Regions from separate parts of the Mus musculus genome. Here regions 2 and 3 are each linked to region 1. Evidence: chromatin contacts called from public Hi-C and promoter capture Hi-C data. All regions are on one chromosome and are shown on one strand. Each heading gives the region's core, a stretch centred on a gene start, on an enhancer-like site or on the middle of the called end of the contact. The rest is flanking DNA. Distances are from core to core; before and after follow the strand shown.

Region 1 (3,550 bases), core at 297-2,796:
TTCTCTGTGTAGCCCTCGCCATCCTGGAACTCACTCTGTAGACCAGGCTGGCCTCGAACTCAGAAATCCACCTGCCTCTGCCTCCCGAGTGCTGGGATTAAAGGCGTGCGCCGCCACCACCCAGCCTATTCTTTATTCTTGATTTAGTTTTGTGTGTGTGTGTGTGTGTACTTTTATGTAGTGCCCATGGGAACCAGAAGAGGACATCAGCATCCTCTAGAACTGCAATTATACATGGTTGTTAGACACCATGTGAATCCCCTTAACTACTGCGCTCAACAAGTGAGCAAGCCCTTTCTCTGGCATCTTGATCTTCTCATTTAAAATTTCATGGCCAGTCAGTGGTGGTGCACGTCTTTTATCCCAGCACTTGGGAGGCAGAGGCAGGCAGATTTCTGAGTTCGAGGCCAGCCTGGTCTACAAAGTGAGTTCCAGGACAGCCAGGGCTACACAGAGAAACCCTGTCTCAAAAATAAATAAATAAATATTTCATGATTTTGGTGGCTTATGTCTGAAACCACAGCACTTGGGAAGCAGAGGCATGGTGGATTTCTGTGACTTCCAGGCCAGCTGGGGTTTGTAGTGATACCCTGTGTCAACATAATTTCAGCAAAGAGTCTAGTGAGATAACTCAATGGTAGGGACACTTGCTGCCAGTCATGACCTGCGTTTGATCCTCAAATCCTGTAAGTGATCTGACTGCTACAGGTGTGCCCCACCCCCCAATAAGTTAAGAAAAGCATATACCCAACAGGTTGTTGTGTTAATCACACACTGGGGAGGCTGAGGCAGGAGGCCTTCCGGGAGTTCAGAGACAGCTTGGGTCACATACATAATGAGCTTCAGGCTAGACTGAGCCAGAGTGAGGCAATAAATAAATAATGATAAAGTCTCAGTCCCCACTTTGATGTTCCCTATTGAGTATTTTTACATATTTGTGTGTTCCCATTACATTTCACTTAGAATTTTTGGCTTGTTTATTGACTATCGTCTATCCTCTACACGATAAGACACATTCTCAGCAAGGATTTTTGCCTGTTTTGCTCGTTAAAGCGTCCTCACTATGTGGATGAGTACCCAGCGCTTTTAGTATTTAAATGAAAGAGAGTTAGCTGAGAAATACACCTAGCGAGCTCTCTGTCAGAAAGGATCCAGTCCGTCTCCAGAATGATCTTCCTGTGAAGGATGTCAGTGACTATGATAGTTACTTAGGAGCTGGAAATAGGTTTAGTGGCAATACTAAAATATAACACTACAAATCCCGAAAAGCCTTGGGATGTCTGAGTCTTTGCTTCCCATAGTGCTCCTTGCGGCGCAGGCGCATTACCTCCGTCTTGAGCCTCGGAAGTTTGAATCACAACCCCCACCTCCGCCCCCCAGGTGCCTGGCTTGTCGTTGGTTTGTTTCCGGATACAGGGCCTCGGGAAGGTGGAGCCTAAGGCTGGGAGCCAATAGTACAGGCTGTCAATTGGCCAGCAAATGAAATTGACGTTTTCATCAACTAGTGGGAAAAAGCAGTTGCCAAAGGGTCCCGCCTACAGAAGGGGAAGAAGGGAAGTGGCCGCCAAGGCAGTCGCGGCTGGACAGTGCTCAGGCCCGAGGACCAGTGGTGCCCAGACTTACCTTTGACCTTTCCCTGCCCGCCTTCCGCCTAGCTTTTGAACCACACCTCCTCCAAGTTTTTCTGATCCAGCGCATTAGACCTGCACCCAAATCATGTTCCCGGTAAAGGTGAAAGTGGAGAAATCAGGTGAGGACTGGGGATCCAGGAGAGATATGTTAATAGTGAAAAAGCGGAGTACGCGACATCTCTCTGCAGCCCATATGACAGGATCCTCTAAAAAGGGTCCTTTTCTTTTTCTACCTCACTTTCCCCATTTCTGACAGTGGGCATGAGTCATCAATTGTGGAGTGTCCCTGAATCAATCCTCACTGGCTGTGCATTCCAATAACGCTAGGGTGTAGGGTGATAAATAGACAAGGTGGGAGGAGTGGCAGGGTGTAGGAAGGAAGCGGGCAGCAGAGCAGCTAGGGCGACTGCAGCCGTGAGGAAACGGAGGCAGAGAGATGGGAGGGGAGGAGGACAGATCTGTGGGTTCTGGGAAGGGACTTTCGACTTTTCCTTTGAGGGAAGTGGGTAGTCTAGGGAGGTTTTTGAAGAAGGAGTGAGTTGGTAAAGGTACACCCCAAAGTGCAAAAAAACAAACAAACAACAACAACAAAGCTTGAGTGGACATCCTCAGAGATGCAGTGAGTGGAGAGAGGGCTGTTCGTGTTGGCAGCTGCCTTTATTCCCAGGGCATGGAGAACAGAGACAAACGGATCTCTGAAGTCAAGGCCAGTTTGACCTACTTAGCAAACAACATGCCAACCCAAGGCTATATAGTGAAGAACTGGGGGTGGGAGGAGAGAAATATATATAGTGGAGGGAGCCTCACTACAACTATGCAGGTAGGACAAGGGTGGGTTTGGAAACGCCAGACTGAGTACAGACCCCATTTTCTGGAGTCAGGATTGAAGACTCCTTGAGGGTTCTGTGCTGGAGAAGATCAAAGCCACGTTGTGTTGTCTGTCTGTCTTTGTATTTTTTCTTTCTTTTGCTTATTGTTTGAGAGAGGATCTTTCATTGCTGAGGCTGACCTTGAAACTCTTGATCCTCCTACCTCAGCCTCCAGAGTGCTGGGATAGCAGACATATGCTATTATGCCCAGTAGGCTTGGCTTTCTTTTAGGAAGGTTCTTTTGTCTGCATTATAAAAGGAGGTGGATCAGAAAAGATGACAGAGGCTAGGCGCTGGGTGGGAGGAAAAGGCGAGGTAGGGAGGGGATATATTGACAGACTCCCACAAGCCAAGTGAGCTGAGACTGGGGCTGGGAAAGGAGTGCCCACAGCGAGTCAGGAGCCTGTGGGCCAGCTAGTCACGCCTCATGGGAGAATCCAGGGAGTGGAGTGGGTTTCGAGGAGACCTCAGTGGGAATACCCTAAGGGCTGTCCATGGAAGGTGTCCAGATCCTAGATTCCTGAGTAGGTGTTGGAGAGAAAGAGCAGTGGTAGCAGCTGTGCCCTTGGCCCCGCCTAAGGCTCTGTCACCCTGGTTCTGTCTTTAGTTGGTCTCTCCACTGAGTGGCACTAAAGCTGCTTTCCAAGTAACTGGACCAGACAGGACGTAGGATCGCCTCCCACGGCGAATGTGGGAGGCGCACACAGAGCTGATTCCTACCTTCTACCCTCAGAGATGGAGATGGCCAAAGCCCGGAACCAGCTGGATGCCGTTCTTCAGTGTCTGCTGGAGAAGAGTCACATGGACAGGTTGGAACCTGGTCCAGCCTGGGGAACCACAGGGTGGGAGCTGTTTGGACTGACTCTGATTGTTGGAGGGGGGATGTGGATGGGAGGCTGGAGGGGCTGCCTAGGGTGAAAAGTGCCCCATGGGATGTTTCATGGGAAGACTAATTAATAGCATCACACTCTGGGTCCTTGGTACCCTAAGCCAGTAGTGTTTTTTTTGTTCCCAGGGAACGCCTGGATGAAGAAGCTGGGAAAACCCCCT
Region 2 (3,550 bases), core at 561-3,060, 5.5 Mb after region 1:
CCTTTCTCTCCACCAAGACCAAGTGTGCTGTGCTACTGCCCCAGCACACTGTCAGCTATTCACACTGACTTAACTCTAACTCATCGAGGAATGCCTATGTGCCTCCTCCCCAACCAACACTACCCTTTTTTGCATAAGGGTCCAGGCCAACCTTAATGAACTCAGCTGAGAACCCCGCTACTGAGTATAACCTAAACCTTTTTTTTCCCCTCTGAGAAAAGACCCAAATTCATCCTAACGCACTCCAGGGATTTTCAGATCCCTATTTCATACTGACTGAATTTCTCCTTTTTTGTAATCTTGGCCAGGAATAGCTGGCCCATCCTTCACAATTGCTTAACCTTTCACCTATCTCACTCAGGGTTTCCAATGTCTGTCACTTAGAAACTCCATCTGTACTCAAACCCTGCAAAAAGAGGTCCTCTTCATACTTAAACCTTCTCACCAGCAAACAACTATGGGGATACCCAAATCCCCCAGAGTTATCAATATGGTACATCCCCAAAATTCCTAGACTGCTCTCTGTAGCACACATCTCTGTCTCTCCAACTACACCCAAGATTGCTCGAATATTCCCTTTGGCCTACTTACCTGTATCTAAAACAAAACAATCCCTCCCCTCTAGCTCAACCTATTGAAACCCGTAAGAATAAATAAAGACCTCTGTCAATACTTTCCAAGCCCCACTTTCATGCGTTTATCGGTCTTCCTTGTCAGCATTACTCCGTTTTCCACACCTGATCCCTCCCTTCGCTCTAAAGATACCTCAAAAACCTCTTCTCTGCCTCAGCTCTTTCCAGGCAGAAATCGATTTTCCTCCCTGCGTTAATTACCTCCTTTCTCGGGCCAGCTCCCCACCCCGGCATCCATGAGTCCTCTAACCGTCCCCTTTCGATTCTGATCCCCATCCCAGCGCACCCACCCGTGGCCCCGATACCCCATGCAACCAGAGAGCCCTCCGGCGAGGCAGCTCTGGGACCTCCCCTTCCCGCCAAGGTCGGCCCCCGGCCTGCAGCCCGAGCCCTGCCCCTCCTCACTCAGCCCCGCACTCAACTCCAGTCCCCCATCCCACCCGCCGTCCCGGCACAGCCCCCGCCCGGCCCGCGCGCCCAACGGCCGCTCCGCTCTCCGCACCCGGGACGCGATCCTTCAGGCCTTCATCGTGCAGGCCGAATGACGCAGGCAAGCCGCCGGGTGGGGCCGGACCTCTGCGCTCCGGCGGGGACTCACCCGCCTCGGCCGTCTCGCCGGCCCCAGGCCGGGCTACGGGCTTCAGGTCCCTTTGCACCGCCACTCTAGCGCCGCGTCCTCTCTAGCGCCCGTCGTCTCGCCTGCTCCGCAGCCTCGCTCTCACCCCAGGCCGCCCTCAACAACGCTCCTCCCACCTTCCGCCTGGGCCGCTGCGAAGAACTGCACAATTCGCCCAATCATCGGCTGTCTGCCCCTGTCATTAGACCAATCGATGCTCAGGTTTCCTGAAGCCTCGACCAATAGAGCGGAGGGGTGGGATCGCGCAGCGCCCAGCCAATCCTTTAGCAATGTTCCCTCGCTGGTCGGCCTCCAGGTGGATACTACCCGCCTCTTTAATCCTCCCTGGAGGTTCTTCCTCTTCCACCTCTTCTCGGATTCCGCCTTTGATAGCTCGAAAGGGGAGCGCTGAGCGGAGAGGGCGCGATGACGTCGGGAGGCGGGACGAAGCTGGAGGCGCCATCTTGGGGGCGCCTGACAAGCTAGGCGTAGGGGATTCGGGCAGTGTAGGCTGTAGAGACACGCAAAGCCCTGGAGGCCGGCGGGTTACAGTCAAGGATCCCTGAGGGCCAGTGGCAAAAAAAAAAAAAAAAAAAAAAAGAGACACCACTCGGCGTGAATGGGAGAGGAAACCAAGCAGCAGCAGTCACACAGGGCAAAAGGAACAAAACAAGGCTTAAGACTTTTTTTTCCTATTAAGAGGATGAACGGGGAAATCGAGGAAGAGTAGAATGGAAACAAGATGTCAGGAGAGGGAGTTTAGAGGAAGAGGTACGTGACAGGAAGTGAGAAATGGAAGGAGAAAGGAAAAGCCCCGTTAGTAAGGTCCCTTGGAAGAAGCTGAGGGTGTGGGGTGGAAGACCTGAAGAAGGAAGTTTATGGGATTTGTAGTGGATCGAGTCAGTTGTTCTTGTTTTTGTTTGAGGCATGGTCTGGCTTTGTGAACAGGCTGGCCTCACAGAGATCCGCCTGACTCGGCCTCTCCTGTTTTGAGCATTAAAGGTATCTTTCCAGGTGACTGCCCTTCCACACAGTTACAGTTAAGGACCCCTAGGCATGGGAAGAATTTCCTGGGAAAACATGAAGTTCCAGGCCAGCCAGGGAGATGGTTCAGCGCGTAAAGCCACATGCTAAGCCTGATCTGGAGTTTTGATTCTGGGATCCACAGGGTGAAAGGAGAGAACTGACTCTTGTAAGTTGTTCTCTGACTTCTGCATATACCAGAGTGTGCATACATGAACATACACACACACACCTGAATGTAATATGGTAGCGAGTGACTGAAGAGATCCAGTATCCATATTTGGACTCCACACAAGTACACCACAGTTTTCAGGAAGCTCCCTCTTGAAGCCAAGGTTAAGGGAGTTATCAGAGGTGCATCTGGTTGGTCAAACTGTCCCCCGTTTCCCCAACTGAAGCTCAGAAAAACTAGGAGGGGTTTGAACACAGAACCACAGGTAGGTCTGAGTCTCCAGTTGTCACCATGTGTGTGCCCTCCTTTGGATGTCTAGCTGGATGTCTTCTTACTGGACTCCCTAGCAAGTATACCTACATGTTCTAACTAGGCTGCTTATCCTGGCCCTGGTACTTCTTAGCTGTGACTTTGGGCAAAACAACTCCACTCTGTCTCAGGTTTAGTTTTTTTTGTTGTTGTTGTTGTTGTTTTGGTTTTTTTTAGTTCTTCGAGACAGGGTTTCTCTGTATAGCTCTGGCTGTCCTGGAATTCACTTTGTAAAACAGGCTGGCCTTGAACTCAGAAATCCACCTGCCTCTGCCTCCCGAGTGCTGGGATTAAAGGTGTGCGCCACCATACCCGGCTTTTGTTTTTGTTTTTATCTCTGAAAAGGGATGCTAGTCTTTGTCCCGGGTTTTCGAGACACTAAGTAAATACTGCTATATAGAAATTAATTTTTGTTGGGCAGTGGTGGCACACACCTTTCCAGCACTTGGCAGAAGCAGGTGGATTTCTGAGTTAAAGGCCAGCCTGGTCTACAGAGTGAGTTCCAGGACAGCCAGGGCTACACAGAGAAACCCTGTCTGACACCCCCCCCCCAAAAAAGAAAATAATTGTTGAGACAGCATCTCTATGTAACCCTGAAACTCGTATGTAGTCCAGGCTGGTCTCAAGAGATCCCCCTGCTTCTGTCTGCCTGCTGGGATTAATGGCATGCATCACTACACATGGCTCGAGGACTTACTTTTAGTATCTGATTAGTATCTTGAGGTGCCTAGTGGTAACTGACATCCAAGTGTGTTAGGTGACAATGGAAATTCTGCCCAGTGCTTTTCATTCATTATT
Region 3 (3,550 bases), core at 426-2,925, 5.2 Mb after region 1:
TCCTTTCTGTAGATCAACCCTGAGGCCGGCGGTGTTGCTGTCTTCCCCTTTCCTTTGATTCTGGGGAATAAGGCAGGGCAGAGGGAGAGACACCTCATGAAGCAGAGCAGTAAGAACTAGGAGGGAGCGCGGATGTGAGACTGGAAGGTAGTTTGCTGAGAGGCCAAGGCCACCCTCAACTACAGCCTAGGACCCTGTCTGGGGGGGAAAAAAAAAAAAAAAAAAAAAAAAAAAACAGGGACGACCACGTGAGGGGGCGGAGGAAAAGGCGGGGCTTCTCCAAACGGCTACCAAGCGCGGCTACGCCCCCAAGTCGGTCCCCGCCCACGCCTTGGGTTGCCCGCCCCCTGCCCGCCCGCCCGTTCTTCCGGCTCCCGGGGCAAGTGGGCGGGCCAGGTTCAAGGAAAGGTGAATGAGATGGCGAGGGTCAGCACCTGCACAAGATGACTGAGAATTCTTTGTTGGGGTGACTCTAACGCGACTCCTCACTATTCCTGCTGTGAGGGCACTTCTCGCTGCTTCCAGGACTGCGGGTTTTTTTTTGGTTTTTGGTTTTTGGTTTTTTGTTTGTCGTTACGGTGCACTGCGCGGTTCCTTTAATCTGAGCAGATGGGCGGGCCAAGACCTTCAGCCCCACCCATTAAAGGCGGAGCTCCGCGAGGAGCCTGCCCAGGATTGGATGGTTTGGGGGCCTGGCAGTGGTGTGTAACTAGGATTGACTCTAAGAGAGGAACTTGATCGCTGGAATTGGGCCCCGCGCCAGGACTGGAAAGAATTGATGGAGCCGGCCGTGGAATCGGCGCCCGTGGGGGCCCAGGCCTCCAAGCAGGGCAAAGAAGGATCGAAGAACCGCAGTCGCAGGCGGTGGCGAAAAGGCAAGATCAAAGGTGAGTCGGTAACAGCTTAAAAGAAATCCCGCACATCCTGCGGGGGACTGGGGACTGGGGGAACTGACCCACTTCCACGAGGGGGAAGAGACCCGTGGACTGATCCACTGCCGTCCTGCGCGTGGGGGGGGGGGTGATGTGAGAGTAGAATGCCCCACCGAGACGTAAGGACTACGTCTGTCCCAGTGCGGTCTTTGGGGAAGTGTCCGAAATGCTCGTCTGTCGGAATAAGGTTCTCTCTCAGGTTCCTTTTTCTGTGTGGCCAAGAGCTGTGCCTTTAGTGTTTTCTGTTTCGGTTCAAGCGGTTTTCATGTCTTCTGCCCTCTTAAAAGAATAACGTAGAAGGGTTTTTAACCGCTTTTTCTAAATAAATAGAATGCAAAAGGTAGGCAGAAGGGGCATCCGGTAATTGGAAGAGCTCCTTGCAGCCCCTTCTTACTCTCTCAGTGAATCCATCCATCTGCTCTTTGACAATCGACCTTCATCAACCCAGCAACCCTGGGGCGACTTGCAAAACATGAGAACTTTTACGTTGTCCTTAGAGAAAGGAGGGAGTTACCATTTAGCTTCCCTGGATCCAAAAGGCTGGAGAAACAGTGGCAGAACAACCAAAGATTTTGCATGGCTCAATCAGAGCAGGCATTAAGTCCTGGTTTGGTTATGAGTTTTGTCTGTCTTGTGGCGCTGCTTACAGCCAAACCTAGGGCCTGGTGAACACTAAGCAAGCCCTCCGCTATGCAGCTCCACCGGCAGTCCATGGATCTTTATCAGACTCCAGGGACAGGTTCCTGTGCAGGCAAAACCAGAAAAAACCTGGCATGGCTTACCAGACCCAAAACCCCCAAATTCATCATTCCTCATCCTCCTTTGGTAGACAAGTGTTGGAGCTCAAGCAGGACCCTGAAGCCTCCTATCCCCCAACAAAGACACATAGCAGAACACTATGCTTTGAAGCGATATGGAACCTCAATCGCAAAGACCCATTGTACCAAATTGCTATGAATGTGAAGTAATGAACAGGGACCTTTTCTCAATTTTTTTTCTGAGCTCCCAACAGGCATCTGTAGGGCTGTTGTCAGATTCAAATGTGTGTGTTTTGGAGAGGTGTATGTAAGTCTACTGTCTGGCTGAGTGTGCTGAGTAGAGTGTCTGACTCTACTAGACACTGGTCTCCCTAAGAGTAGGGTTGTGTCTGCCTTGTTTACAGGGAATGCCAGACACATGGACATTCAAGTATTTATTAGATTGATAAGCAAAGGAATGTGTGAAGTGTGACGTGGAGCTGTTAATAGCCAAGCTGCCCTTAGTGTCATGAGGAGTCAGAAAGAATCTGCTTGAGTAAGGCTCCTCCCTTGCACGGGGTTCAGGTAAGCACACTCACAAAGGCTCGCAGCTCTGAGAAGTGACTGTCATTTCCTGAGGCCCTTCCTAGTGCCAGGCCTCAGACCTGTGAATCAGATCCCACCTCTGCCCCAAGGGTATCCTGACTGGCTGGAGCCGTCATTTATCCTTGTGATCTTGCCACAAGTAACTGGATGAGACAGCTGTCATTATGATCAGCCCATTTCCCAAATGACGACAGAGACACAGAGGCACTGAGCTGGTTGGGTTTCCTGTACCTGTCCAGTGAGGGCAGGGAGATGGATACCTTCAGCCTTCTCAGAGCAGGGAGTGTGGAGCTGACAGCTGTTGTATGCCTCAACCTTAATTCTGAATCTAAAAGGCTCTAGTCACAAAGATTTCATCCCGAGACAGACATTCAATACCTAGAGGTGCCAGGCTTCGGCTTTCTGTAACTAGCAGGGCAGTCTCAGTAGAGCTGAGGACACAGATGGTAATAAGACTGTTGTTGCCAGGCATGTGCCGCACACCTCTGATCCCAGTCCTTGGGAAGCTGAGTCAGTTCAAGGCAAGCCCGGGCTACATAGTGAGTTGCAGGTCAGTCAGGGCTACAGAGTGGAACTCTGTCTCAACCTCTCTCATTCACCCATTTACAAAACATTGTAAACAAGCCAGTATGATAAAAGGAAAAATCCTGGAGCTGGGGATGTAGCTTATTACTGGAGTACCTGACTAGCATGGACAAAGCCCAAGGGTCTGTCTCCAGGACCACACACAGTAGGCATCATAGCACTTGCTTATAATTCAGAAGTAGGGAGGCCGAGGCAAGAGGATCAGAAAGAAGCTTAAAGTCTTGTAGTCTCTGACTATATAGTCAGTCTGAAGCCAGCTTGGGCTACATGAGAAAATGTGTCCTGCTTTCAAGAAAGAAAATTCTGAGAAAATGAGCGTGGGTAGCTTTTCCAACAAGGTGACATCAGACTCATGGACGGGCAGGCATCAGCTACCGAGCAAGGGAGGTGGGGAGAGCAGAGCAGCAGGAACACCGCTGGAAGAGCAGCGCCTGACAATGCAGAGAGAGGTCTGGGGGCGGAGGCTGGGGTCAGGAAGCTGGGGCAGGCAAGGTGGGCTCTAGGTCAGCTTAAAAGGCCATGCCCAAGTCTGAAGCTTTATCTGGGAGGAAGGCAGGGAAGCATTGGTGGGCTGGAAGGGCAAGGTCAGCCTTATGCTTTCAAAAGATCCTCTGGATGCTCTGCAGGAAACAGGCTTAAGTCAGAGGAGGCTCACGGAGTGAGGACCAGGTAGTGGAGGTGGGTGGCTTG

Evidence for each region. Promoter capture Hi-C pulls out the DNA fragments that hold promoters and counts their contacts. Hi-C and Micro-C count contacts between places; a contact is called where the count stands out from the background.
Region 2: a Hi-C map of uterus shows a contact between it and region 1. The contact joins the promoter of Zfp574 here to the promoter of Lin37 in region 1. A contact is called at or near these places in 3 of 484 Hi-C or Micro-C datasets (CD8 T cells, muscle stem cells and uterus).
Region 3: a contact with region 1 is called in a promoter capture Hi-C map of liver, with 3 times the contacts expected there. The contact joins the promoter of 4732471J01Rik here to the promoter of Lin37 in region 1. A contact is called at or near these places in 3 of 39 promoter capture datasets (cranial neural crest, frontonasal cranial neural crest and liver).

The regions. Positions count from the first base shown.
Region 1 is chr7:30,557,642-30,561,191 of GRCm38.p6, reverse strand. It overlaps Lin37 (lin-37 homolog (C. elegans)), which reads left to right and starts at 1,546. Exons shown (of 9, transcript NM_029377.2): 1 at 1,546-1,750; 2 at 3,234-3,309; 3 at 3,516-3,550. The coding sequence starts at 1,717.
Region 2 is chr7:25,075,067-25,078,616 of GRCm38.p6, reverse strand. It overlaps Zfp574 (zinc finger protein 574), which reads right to left and starts at 1,810. Exons shown (of 2, transcript NM_175477.5): 1 at 1,135-1,810. It also overlaps a transcript of Grik5 not described here.
Region 3 is chr7:25,392,838-25,396,387 of GRCm38.p6, reverse strand. 4732471J01Rik (RIKEN cDNA 4732471J01 gene) reads right to left here and starts at 1,675. Exons shown (of 7, transcript NR_015569.3): 1 at 435-1,675; 2 at 1-60. It also overlaps a transcript of Lipe not described here.